2 separate regions of the Sus scrofa genome follow, and region 1 is linked to region 2. The links are chromatin contacts, called in public HiChIP or PLAC-seq maps. All regions are on one chromosome and are shown on one strand. Each heading gives the region's core, a stretch centred on a gene start, on an enhancer-like site or on the middle of the called end of the contact. The rest is flanking DNA. Distances are from core to core; before and after follow the strand shown. Region 1 has its middle 280 kb from the start of MPDZ. Region 2 has its middle 300 kb from the start of NFIB.

Region 1 (6,294 bases), core at 1,028-3,527, 420 kb before region 2:
GGAGAGGAAGCATCCATTAGGAACATTTTTTGTGCATTTATTATTTTCCAGAAAAGGGAAGCTCATCCCTTTTCCCATATAATCCTCATCTTCAAACATCTTATTGACTGGTTGGCTAATTTGTCTACATGGATGTCCCAGATGAAGTAGTCCTGGGTCCTTGTGCAGCAACAAGGGAATACATATAGGGTGGTGCATCTTAATGAAGGAGCATAAGTAATATAACTCCATATCCCTGGATTTACCAGGTTGGGAGGAATCACAATCATGTGAATCCCAACTGGCTAAACCAAATAGCCTTAGCGTTTCCTCAAGTTTCTTACCCCAGGTATTTCTGGCATGCTCCTCAAGAAATTCAAATCCATTCTTCCAATCTTTTCCTATTGCTTCTTACCCCCAAGTCTTGTTGGAATGCCCTGGAACATGACTACTCTCCTTGGGATTCAGCTTTCCCAATCCTTATTTATTGCCCAGTGATAGACAGTAGAGAAATTTCTCTGGACAAATTCCATCCCCATGGGCAAAAGTAACCTTTCTCCAAGTTTCTAGTAAGGCAAATTTTCAAAACTCCATAATGAGGTATCAATGTAATTCCCAAAGAATGGGCTCTTTAGTCTGGAATAAGACCACATATGGGTCCTCAACATTATAATTCACATTGGAATTCATACACTGGAATGAGGTCAACATATATCCGCAATCCCTTTTGCTGTCTGTGTGTAAATTATAGCATACATTTCATGTATAACTCCTACAAATAAAGAATATATTTCAGAGAGTAATCATGAAAATCTATACTTAGCAAAGAAATAATTTTCAGAAGAAAGGTAGAATTGCACAGGTTACGCCTTACCTGCTGACTTGTCTAGCATGAGTTGCACTACAAGATACTTGAGCCTTTGGAGAACCATCCTCCCCTTCAAAAGAGAACTGGCAGGGAGTTCTGGCCAACACTTTTACACAGGGTTCCCTGTGGACAAAATATGTTTAAATGCACTGCTTGCCTCTCTGTGATAAAAGGCATTTTGAGACAAGACTCTATAGAAAAGAGGGCACCAAGTAGGATTTTGAAATCCACGACCACTGAGAAGGGCAAATTCTACTCTTTGTAATCTACTTGGCCACTTATATGCTAAAGGATCAGGCATTATAAGACTAGACAATCATATACTGTAGAAATTCAACTAGGTACAATCCTTTTACATTGTATTCCCATTTGACTTTTAAAAACGGAATCAGGAAATTGAGTAGGTTAGATACTTTATTTAGCTGAACTAGTTTGTTGCTTATTTGTCTTGGTTACAGACTATCAGTAGATTAGGAACTGAAAAGAATGGTATTGAAATAGGGAATTTTTCAGAGATATTTGTGGAGAATTCTAACCTTCTCAGTAGGTTACATCTAGAAGAGGATACATCTAGTGTAGGGGTTGGCAAACTATGGCATGCAGACCAAGTGGGCATGCCATCTATTTTTGCAAATAAAGTTTTATTGAAATAGATCCATGCCATTCATTTACATGTTGTCCATAACAGAATTAAGTTATTGCTACAGAGTTCATATGGACTACCAAGCTTAAAATATTCAGCCCTTTACAAAGAAGTTTTGCCAAGCCCTGATCTAATATATAGCTGTATTTCTTGTGAAAAATATTTTATATTAAAGGAAGAGATGAGCACATATTTCTAAGAAAAGAAGCTAAACTCAAGATTAGAGCATCTTACTACATTCCTCCAACTGAACTCAACACGAAGATATGTAAAGAATTCAAGGACAACAGTACAGTGTCCTTTGTGTATGTGCTGAAGGAACAGTCCATTTTCTCATCTCCATCTGTTATGACACAGTTTCCCCAAGAAAAGCTCTTGATTTTAGCCAGACTGAAAGTGGAAGACATAAGGCACACTGCCTGCTAATCACATTGCTTGGAAGAGAGAAAAAAAAAAAAATTGAAAAGAATGTTTCCCTCTAATCATCTTTTCCTGTAAGTGGATTGTTTGAGAGATATTAAAATAGCTGAAGCAGCCTGGAAAATGGAGCTTAAAAAACAAACAAGCCCAGCATGCTCTAAGTTCAAAAGGTCTCTTGCGTATTCACTATCAATCACTCTATACATATTTTATTTAACCTTCTGTAAATATTGTCATTGTAGAGTGCTTTGGACAGGCTAATGCGCTGTGATGTTTTGTTAATGGAAACAGAGAAAATGATGCAGGAGGCCATCCCAGACAGGAAGAAGAGGAGGCAGATGAGGAAGGGGCAGACCAAAGGCAGAGCCCAGGGTGTTGGAGAGGTGAGGCCAGGACACTGTGTGGAGCTGACTTCTTCATTAGCAGTAACTGGAGCCCTGCCAGAACATTCCAAAAGACTAAACTCAACTTCAGAGCCTATCAGTCTCCCCACCCCCCTTCCTCACTTCTCTCTCTCAGCTTAGCCAAAAAGCACATATTGTTATTTTTTCCACATTCTAATGCTCTCCTTTCCAGTAGAAAGTCAGTAGGCAGAAATGGCCAGTCTATTTCAGTTCTGGGTCATCAAAGGCCCTCTAGGCTGCTCCTCTTAGGTAAGAGTTGTAGCTTTCATGTTCTCCTGTTTTGAGGATTTTGTTCCCCCATGCTGGAGGCATCTGGTGGTTCTAGAATGTGGGTATATGTCTCCCTACTTCCTGCCATCCCTCAGCAGCCCCACAGGGCTATTTGGGCAGGGGCTCTGAGCCTTGGGGAGCCATCTCTGAGCCTTGTGCCTTCCTTTCTTCTTTTCTTAAAAAGCAACACTGCCATGGCCTGAACTCCTGATGTGTTTTCGTCCTCCCCTCCCTTCCTTTTTCTCTCCCCCTCCTCCAGCTCCCTCTCCCTCCCTTTCCTCTTTCTGTTGTTGTTGTTTTTGTTGTTGTGTTTCCCACAGCAAAAAAGCTGCCCCGGGAGAGCTCAAGTCCACGTTGGCGGGCTCCCATTTGTGGTGCAGGTGTGCCGGAGCCCTCCGCCGTGTTGTCACCACAGCAACCCTCAGCTCTAATCTGCTGAATATGAAAGGAAGAAACAGAAAGAGAAAAGCCATCCACCCCCTTCTGCTCCATCCATGGGTCCAAAAGAAGGATACTGGCTCCAAGCATTCCTAATAATCCCCCAGCCATCGCCCAGGCAACAGTCACAGGGAGCTAGCGCTTGGTGGGGAGACAGAGAGAGAGGGGGGCGGGGGTCCCCTCCCAAGTTCCAACCTCCTTCTCTGCTTCTTCCATCCTGGGTCTCCTAATGGCCTCTCACAAACCCATGTCCCACTTCTGACCTCCCTGCTCCTAGGTCATCAACTCACAGAGGGGATCATTTCATCATATTCTTCCAATGGTACCGAAACAACAGTGTGTGTGTGTGTGTGTGTGTGTGTGTGTGTGTGTATGTTCTATCAGATGAGCTGTTTATGTGCTGAAAGATGGAGAAGGCCCAAGAATTTTCCTTCTCAGAGCTAGCAGTGGAAAAAGCTGTCCCTTGCTACTTTGCTCCTTGCATGAATTCAGCTGTTCCTGGGCTTGCAGAGGGTTTATAGGCTGGTCGTCCTCTAGCCCCATACCCAGCAGTGAAAGCTCACATTTGTCTTACCACCATCATGTTGATGCAGCTGGGCTTGACACTGCTTACCTCAGCAATTTTCTTTTTTCTTTTTCTTTTTTTTTTTTTTTTTGGTTGAAAGACAGAAGGCTTCCTTGTGATCCCAGCCTTTTCCTATCAAATGACACTCAGCCACGGTTTGGGTGACTTATTTACTGGCACTGGACCAGGAAAAACAAAAATGAACGTTCACAACTAATAAATCCTCTGGCTTAGATAGCTGCAGCAACAGTGGTGGGATTACATCAAAATGTTCAGTGTGATACTGCAGGGCTCCCTGGCAGTGTGGAACCAAGTAAGTCAGGGGTAGGAAAAGGGGGTCGAAGACAGGAACAGAGAAATGTTTTATACTCTGGGTCTCAGACACACTCAAACACTTTGAGCTTGAATCACACAATGTGCTTCTTGGTTGAAGATTCTAAATGGAGGCAGGAGGAGATAATGTATTGGAGTCATTAGAATAGGAGATGGCTCAACTTGCCACCTTTCTGTTTGATAAGTCACACTCATCTTCACCATGGTGAAGGTGTCCAGCCCAGACAGATGGGACAGCAAAAATCACAGCTTTCTCAGCTGCACTGAAAGAAACTATTTTTACAGAGGACATAAGGTCAAGAATGTTTAGCAAACAAAATGGTTTGTCATCCACTCCTAGATAATTCTCCAAGGACCCTCCTCCTTCAAGGTCCCTACTGAAAGTGAGGGCATTTTTTTAAGGCTAGTGTGACAGTGTTTTTATTTGTTTTGGAATTGATCTTCTGGACAGAAGCACATTTTTTTTCATTAGTATAAATCCAGAAAAATCCAACCACAAAACCATTGACTTTGGCTAAGTTTTCCTCATTTTCTCCCCCATGACCACCTCTAATTCAATAAGTAACTATACTTTCTGTGATGATTAACTCTGTTGATTCAGCTTTTGCAGGCTAATGGCTGAGCTTTGCCATATAGAGTTCAACCTTTGGATAGAAATGTGGATAAAAAGTGGGGAAAATTTAATCATTACCCAGATGTTTAGTCTATAGATTGCTAAATATGTGACTATTTGGAAAGATAACTATGATTGATTTCATTCTTTCTTTTTAATTTTGGTTTTGTTTTCATGACTTTCAGAGAGACAGTGATGGAGGATATCCACCTGGTGACAAATTTAACCATACCCACCCAGCCATTCTGTTTATTTGCTATAATATGTGGGGGAAGAAACCTATTTTGTTTTGTTTTTGCATTGGGATGAAACTGGGCTCTGATGCCATCTGAGCTCTTGAGAAATGCCTATGGGAAGTAGGTAACATGATCTACTTGCTTTCCAAAGTACCCAATTAAAAAATAGCATCTTGTAACATCCAGTAGAGGTCTGTGTAATTATTATCTTTGAAGGCTATTCTATTGCCACTCTAAAAAAGATGTCTGGGATAAAACCATTAAAAGAAATATAACAAAGGCTAATTCTGCCATCTTAAAGTACCTAGAATTCTCACTAATGAGAATTTACTACCAACAAAGCTGCTATTTCAAATTCTTCCACTAGTATCAGGAAATTTAATCTCTCTGAGATTGATTCTGGCTATATCATACTCTCTGTCATGGAGGTATTGTCCACAGTCATTGCCTCTGAGAGAATCAAGGATTGTCTGAATGCATTTTGAAATCCTTAGAAAAAAAGGCACAATGTGTTCAAATCAACTTCAATTCTGTTTAATTCCTAGAATCATTACTTTGACAACTTTTTGTCCATTATTATACCAATATTTTAGAGGCATCTAATATGTTCCAGATACTTTCTAAGCTCTTGGGAGTCAAAGAGCTTGTGGTTTAGAGAGGGAGACAGGAGCATAAAAATTAGGGCCAACTTTTAATGAGTGCTTACTATGTGCCAGAGACTGCTTTAGACATTTTCTATGTATTAATAGTTCAAGTTTTGAAACAACTCTATGAGGTAGATAACATTATTGTCCTGTGTTTAAGAAGGGAAACTAAGGCATAGAGAGGTTAAATTACATGCCCCAAATCACATCCCACTTTATTTTTAAAGCAAGGTTTAGAAAACATATGACTGATTTATCATGTTTGTAAGCCACTGAGTTCGGCATCCTCAAGACACAGTTAACAAGCAAAAGCTGCCAGAGAGAAAAGGGAAGGAGAGAGAGTATGTTAGTAGAAGGGACCTAGAATTCCGAGCTGAAATCTTGACACCATCCCAGCCTCTTGGGTTTTCTAAGAACTTGCACTTAGGTGATGGATCATATCCTGTAGTAAATGTGTTTCTGTGGGTGTTTCTATGTAGTGTCACTTGTACATATTTCAACTTAGTTCCAGGAAACTTTGTTTCAGGTTGTTTCAAACTTAAATGAGGTAGCATTTCTAAAGAGCTTGGGGAGTTCATGATATTTGAGGGGTATGTAATAATTAAGAACAAATTAAAAGATTTGCAATGTGGGAGTTCCCACTGTGGCACAGTGGGTTAATGATTTGGCTTTTTTCTTTGGCACTGCTAGTCTGATCCCTGGCCTGGCACAATGGGTTAAGAATTTGGCACTGCTGCCATTGTGGCATAGGTCACAGATATGGCTCAGATTCCATCCCTGGCCAGGGAACTTCCATATGCCGTGGGTATGGCCATAGCATTAAAGAGTTGTAACATGGATGGCAATGTAAAGAACAGAGAGAGAAGCCACCCTGTGAGTCA
Region 2 (5,555 bases), core at 1,204-3,703:
ATTTTAATAGAGATCATTTCTCTCCTCCTTGACCTCTCATCTGATAGTGTGAATAATGGAAGTGATCTCTTCAATAAATAAACAAGTGATTTAGTAAAGACATAGGATATGCTCAGATAATGCAATGTTTCAAATAGCTGTAGGGACAAAAAGAAGAAAGACAAGTTTCAGGGCTCCAGTTTCAGGTTAGAAGACAGTAGAAAACTATAAAGGAGAAAAATAAAATAATATTCTCTGTTGAACAAGCACCAAAAACAATATAATCCAGCAAAACAAGATTTTTCATAAATCTTCACAGGATTAATTACCAAAGGAGCTAAAAGTGCTGTGAATTCAGGGAAGCAGGAGATCATGCAAGCTGGAGGCCTAATGCCAAGACCATTTGTAGATGAAGAACTGGGTGTGTGTGTGTGAGTGGGGGTTGGTCAGCTCTGGTAAAATGTAATAAAAAAACGAAGAGAGCAGGTTTGCTCTAAGAACAATAAGACCCATTGCCTGGGGCAGGGGAGTAAGAGAAGATAAAAATGGGAACACGATTAATAACCAGGTATATGATATTTTGAATGCTGAAGTATGGATTTCAACTATTCTCTGAACATAAATATTGAGAATATAAACTCTTATGAACCTAGATGCACCACAACCATTTCAAATTCAAATAAAATACAATACAGCTTCCCTAATTTGGTTTCTAAATTTCTCCAAGGTTGCACTTCAGAGGAAGGAAGGAAGGAAAAAAGAAAGGGAGGAAGGAAGAGAGGAAGGGAGGGAGGCAGGAAGGAAGGAAAGAGGGAAGGAGGGAGGGAGGGGGAGGAAGGGAAGAAAAATGGGAAGGAGGGAGGGGGAGGAAAGGAAGAAAAATGGGAAGGAGGGAGGGAGAAGGAAAGGAAGAAAAATGGGAAGGAGGGAGGGAGAAGGAAAGGAAGAAAAATGGGAAGGAGGGAGGGAGAAGGAAAGGAAATGGAAAAATAGACATTTGGCAAGAAGCCTACACCTCATATAGTCTCACACTGCATATAAATACCTGGTTGAATCCTACTTCTGTGACTCCCCAAAGCATGCAGGTAAGGAGCATGTTGGCATTTAGTATCTTGGGGGGATGTCATCTCCATTCCAATGTCTGCCTCTGGCACTTTATCCACAAGGCCTCCCCAAATCAAAAGTTATTGCAAGGCCCACACACATAGTGGATGGAGCACGGAGCCCCAGATGGGGTGTTCATGTGCATGACTACAGTCCATGAAATTGTTTGTGAATTACCTTAAGGATTTTGATTCATGGGATGATTCTGGGTGGCCTATTCTACCACCTCCTCCACCAACCCTACCACCTTTCATTTCCCGTCATTTCTCAGCAACCGTAGGAATATATGAATCAAGGACAAATCATCTCCTACAAAGTGAAGGGGAGAAGTTCAATACAAAGAAAATGACATACGTGTGCATGTATGTATACATATACATACATGTGTGTGTGTGTGTGTGTGTGTGTATCACAAAGAAGCTTCTTCACTGAGAGATGGGAAACTTGAGTGCAACTTGAAAAATCCCTGAATTTAATCACCAGCCTTCAATGCTCTACTGCTTTTTTGACTGAGCAGCAAAAATATGAGCCATGTCCCTTTTCTACATTCAGTCACTTGGCTTTTCTGAGATTCCACCATGTCAGCAAAATGGAGCACCATCTCCTGAAATTGTCATCCCTCTTCTCCCTGATGGAAGAGGTGTCCCTTCAAACCTTACTTTCTATGAACAATCAGAATAGCACTTGCCTTTAGGGATCTAGTGACCACTTGGCCACAGGAACCTTCTCATATTAATCTAACCCCTTCCCTAAAAATACACTTTAGACTTCCAAGCATGACTCACTAGCTCCCCAGACTAGCTCAGGAGGAGGTGGGAGTAGCCATGTTGTTGTGAGTCTCTGTGTCTCACCCTTGACACTTTGCACTTGGGTGGTTCAGAGGAGGAGGGAGACAAGAAGGAAGAGGTGGAGTGGGGGAGGGAGGGAGGTGGAGAATAGATTTCTTTAATGTTTGTTTTCTTTTCCTTATGAGTTTTATTTCACTTACTTTAACCGTCCTTGACCTCTTTTTACTGCCACCTTCCTCAAGCCTGGTTTCCCCCAAGCAACCAGTGTTGGCTTTGACAAGTCAAAATTTCTTCGATGGCTCCTTTTTCATCCTTGTTTGGTTTAGCTGTCATCCCAGACCTCAGCATGTCTACGTGTTCCTGCCCCTCAAACAGAAGCATTATCAAAAGGTTTCGGTTTTCTGTTTGTGATTGTTGGGTTGAGTACCAGGGCTCTTTTCACCTCCTGCCCAACCCACATCCTCCCTAACTCCCATCACAACCAAGCATTCAGACATCCATACCGGCAGATGGAAAAGGAGTGTGTGAGGCTCCCTGGGAGCCGGGCTATTGTTTAGGGGAACTGGAAGCCACAGTGCCCAGAGTCCCCATCCTCCCTCCTTGCCGCACACACTGCTTCCTGTCAATCACCCTGGAACACCAAGTGCTGGGCCAACAATTTTGTCCACAGGATGTTTGTTTGCAGGCACCACCTTCCAAGTCTCAAAGCTCAAGACTTCCGTTGACAATCCAAAAACTAAAATGAAAAGGGGGGAAAACCCTTGGGTAGTTCTTTTAAAGCCTAATAAAGTCTATTTATATTCAAAAATAGCAACAGGTTATCTCAGCTTGCAGAGGGTGAAGAGGCTAGGAAGCCTGATCTTTAAAATCCAAAGCCCCTGAGAAGTGAAAAATACAGGTTTCCAAGAGTGGATACTAAAAACATGTCCTTAAAGCACCTTTAGCATATTCCATGGCCAATTTCCATAAATAATCAACCCCTGTTCTATGGGCACACTGGACTCCTCAGATGGTAAATATCTTGCAAGGAAGCCACAAAGCAAAAAATTTGCAGGACACATGTGCATAGAAATTTAAGGTTTTCAACCAAAGTTGTGGGATAAATACAATAGCCTGAGGTCACTGGCTAATTTCAGCAGTTCTCTCCAGAGTTTGTATTGTCCTAAGAAATGTTTGATACTCTGTAATGATTACACATGAAGCAATTAAGTTTGAAAAACCATTTTAAAACAATATATTCTTCTGGGAACAGGTAAAAGAGTTTTCCTCCATGTTAATAGTGAAAAGATCCCCCCGTTGTCCTCCTTAGTCATTCAGTAGTTTACTTGAGATCCCTTGGCATGGCAATTCCTACAGTGTCTATGTAATTATTACACAGGAATTTTAAACTTCTGTGTATTTACCAACTACCACTTATAATCTTTATATCTCTGGGGAAGTGAACTAAGCTCTCTGAGGTTATTTTTACTGTGAAAATGGATCATTATACAAACTCCATTGGATGGTACAGAAGCTGAAATGAGATCAAGTGTGAAAGGTGCCTGGCAGGCAGTGGGTGCTCAGTAAATGATAACTTAGAAAACAGAAATGCAAGGGAAATTTGAAAAGCAAGGCGTTCCCAGGACTGGCTTTAAAGTGGCTTCAACTACCACTTTCACCCTTTTAACTAAATATTAAAGAAAGTCACAGAGTATGGAGAAGAGACTTGTGGTTGCCAAGGGGGAGGGAGAGGGAGTGGGATGGAATGGGAATTTGGAGTTAATAGTTGCAAACTATTGCCTTTGGAATGGATAAGCAATGAGATCCTCCTGTATAGCACTGGGAACTACATATAGTCACTGGTGGTGGAGCATGGTATATGTGAGAAAAAATAATGTATAAATGTATCTGTGACTGGGTCACCTTGCTGTATAGTAGAAAATTGACAGAAAACTATAAATCAGCTATAATGGGAAAAATAAAAATCATTATAAAAAGTAAAATAAAATATTTATTTCTTAGCTAAAAAAAAAAGAAAAAGTCACAGAGGTCTTCAGTAGGAATAGTTTTGAGATAGGACATGGAAAGATGATCTAAAATACATTATCTAAAGCATCCTAAGTTCAATAGTCATTTGTCAAGTGGGTTTTAAGTTAATGAGTAGACTTGAAAACAAAAAGCAGTATGTCCCAGATCATCTCTGGAACATTAACACACATTTACCAAGGAATGCTACCACAAAAGCAGGACTTTCACAGTCCTTGCAGAACACAAGCCTGCAGTAGGTATACCTGGGGGAGAACCTGAGTTACCATCATTGGGGAGGTTTGGGAAATACCTTTTCAAGTTGTGGCCAGATTTCCACAGAGAACCTCACTGTTTTAATAGAGAATTAATTCCCAGGTTGTTATAAGGACATACATACATAGACTGAGAGTTTTCAAAAGAAATCTCTGACATACCAAATGTGGGTTTTGGGAAAGCTAACTAAACTAAGTCACCAAAAGCTCAAATTTATAGACTATATACAAGAGAAAAATATACATTGTTTTAGTGATTAAAATAATGCTGATTAAAATTAATTATATATATATGTATATATATATGTGTGTGTGTATATATATATACACACACACACATACACACACATATTTAACTGGCAAATATTTAAGAAAATAACCATTATCAAGGGGCAGGATCAAGATGGCAAAGTAGTAAGATCCTAAACTCAATTCTCTCACAGACACATGAAAACTAAAATTACATATAAAATGACTCTCCCTGAGAATGACCTGAAGACTATCCAAACAACATATATAAAACAGAAAATATTTTTTTAAAATACACTGAGACAGTATAGGCAGAGGCAGAGACAGTCTAGTCAGGACCCACAACCCAGTGCAGTGACCCACAAGTGGGAAGAGATATTACAAACACATAAGTCCTCCCTAAAGACCAAGGGGTTTGAGTCCCACATTGAGCACCTCAGCCCTGGGTATCTGAACCAAGAAGACAAGCCCCTGAACCATAACATTTGGCTTTGAAAACATATGGCACTTAGTCCAGGAGAGCCAGGGGGCTGTGGGAAACCAAGATTCTGCTCTTAAAGAGCATGTGTACCCACTCCAAGTTCCGGCACAAAGGCAGCAATTGCAAAGCTCCATGTGTGAAGGAGCCATATGTGAAGGAGATCCATTGACTAGATTTAGGATGAGTACTGACAGGGCAAGGATCTGTTGTAACTTTCTCCAGAAACTGAAGCATTGATGGGTTCTATTTTATTTGTTTAATTCTCCCACTGCCTAGATGGCCCAGGGTTGGCAGATACCATTTCTGATATTCAACATCTACCTTGCTAATGCCATTCATTGACCCCCCCCTGCCCCCATCAGCATTCCTCTGAGGACAAACCTCAACCCACTGGTCCACCCAGCCAGCACCCCTTCAAAGCAGTTCTGTCCCACCACACCCAGAAGGTAAACTTCACTGGAACCAGAACTCCCACAAAGTGGTTCCTGCCCAGGTGGCTTCAGTTAGGACCAGAGGCACCCCAAAGCAAGCTTTAGCCTTGAAGGTCCTACCTCTCCTGCCAATGAAGCCAAAACTGTTAGGATGGGCCCAACAGCCAGCTGCACTGGGGTCAGATTCACTGACTAGGGCATCCACAACAACTATAAGCATCATCCCAGTAGAAGGGCACATGCA

Evidence for each region. HiChIP or PLAC-seq counts read pairs in DNA pulled down with a chosen protein or histone mark.
Region 1: a contact with region 2 is called in an H3K27ac HiChIP or PLAC-seq map of skeletal muscle, with 6 times the contacts expected there. The contact joins two enhancer-like sites. A contact is called at or near these places in 1 of 47 Hi-C or Micro-C datasets (heart right ventricle) and 1 of 2 datasets of contacts at active chromatin or transcription factors (skeletal muscle).

What each region holds. Positions count from the first base shown.
Region 1 is chr1:208,897,349-208,903,642 of Sscrofa11.1, reverse strand. No RefSeq gene overlaps it. Among named protein-coding and RNA genes, the nearest start is that of MPDZ, 280 kb to the left of the region's middle. Within about 2 kb of position 2,277, at least 34 of the 83 cell types and tissues checked have an H3K27ac peak or open chromatin away from gene starts, as enhancers often do. A contact at or near this core is called in skeletal muscle, where this site is marked.
Region 2 is chr1:208,481,284-208,486,838 of Sscrofa11.1, reverse strand. No RefSeq gene overlaps it. Among named protein-coding and RNA genes, the nearest start is that of NFIB, 300 kb to the right of the region's middle. Within about 2 kb of position 2,453, at least 8 of the 83 cell types and tissues checked have an H3K27ac peak or open chromatin away from gene starts, as enhancers often do. A contact at or near this core is called in skeletal muscle, where this site is marked.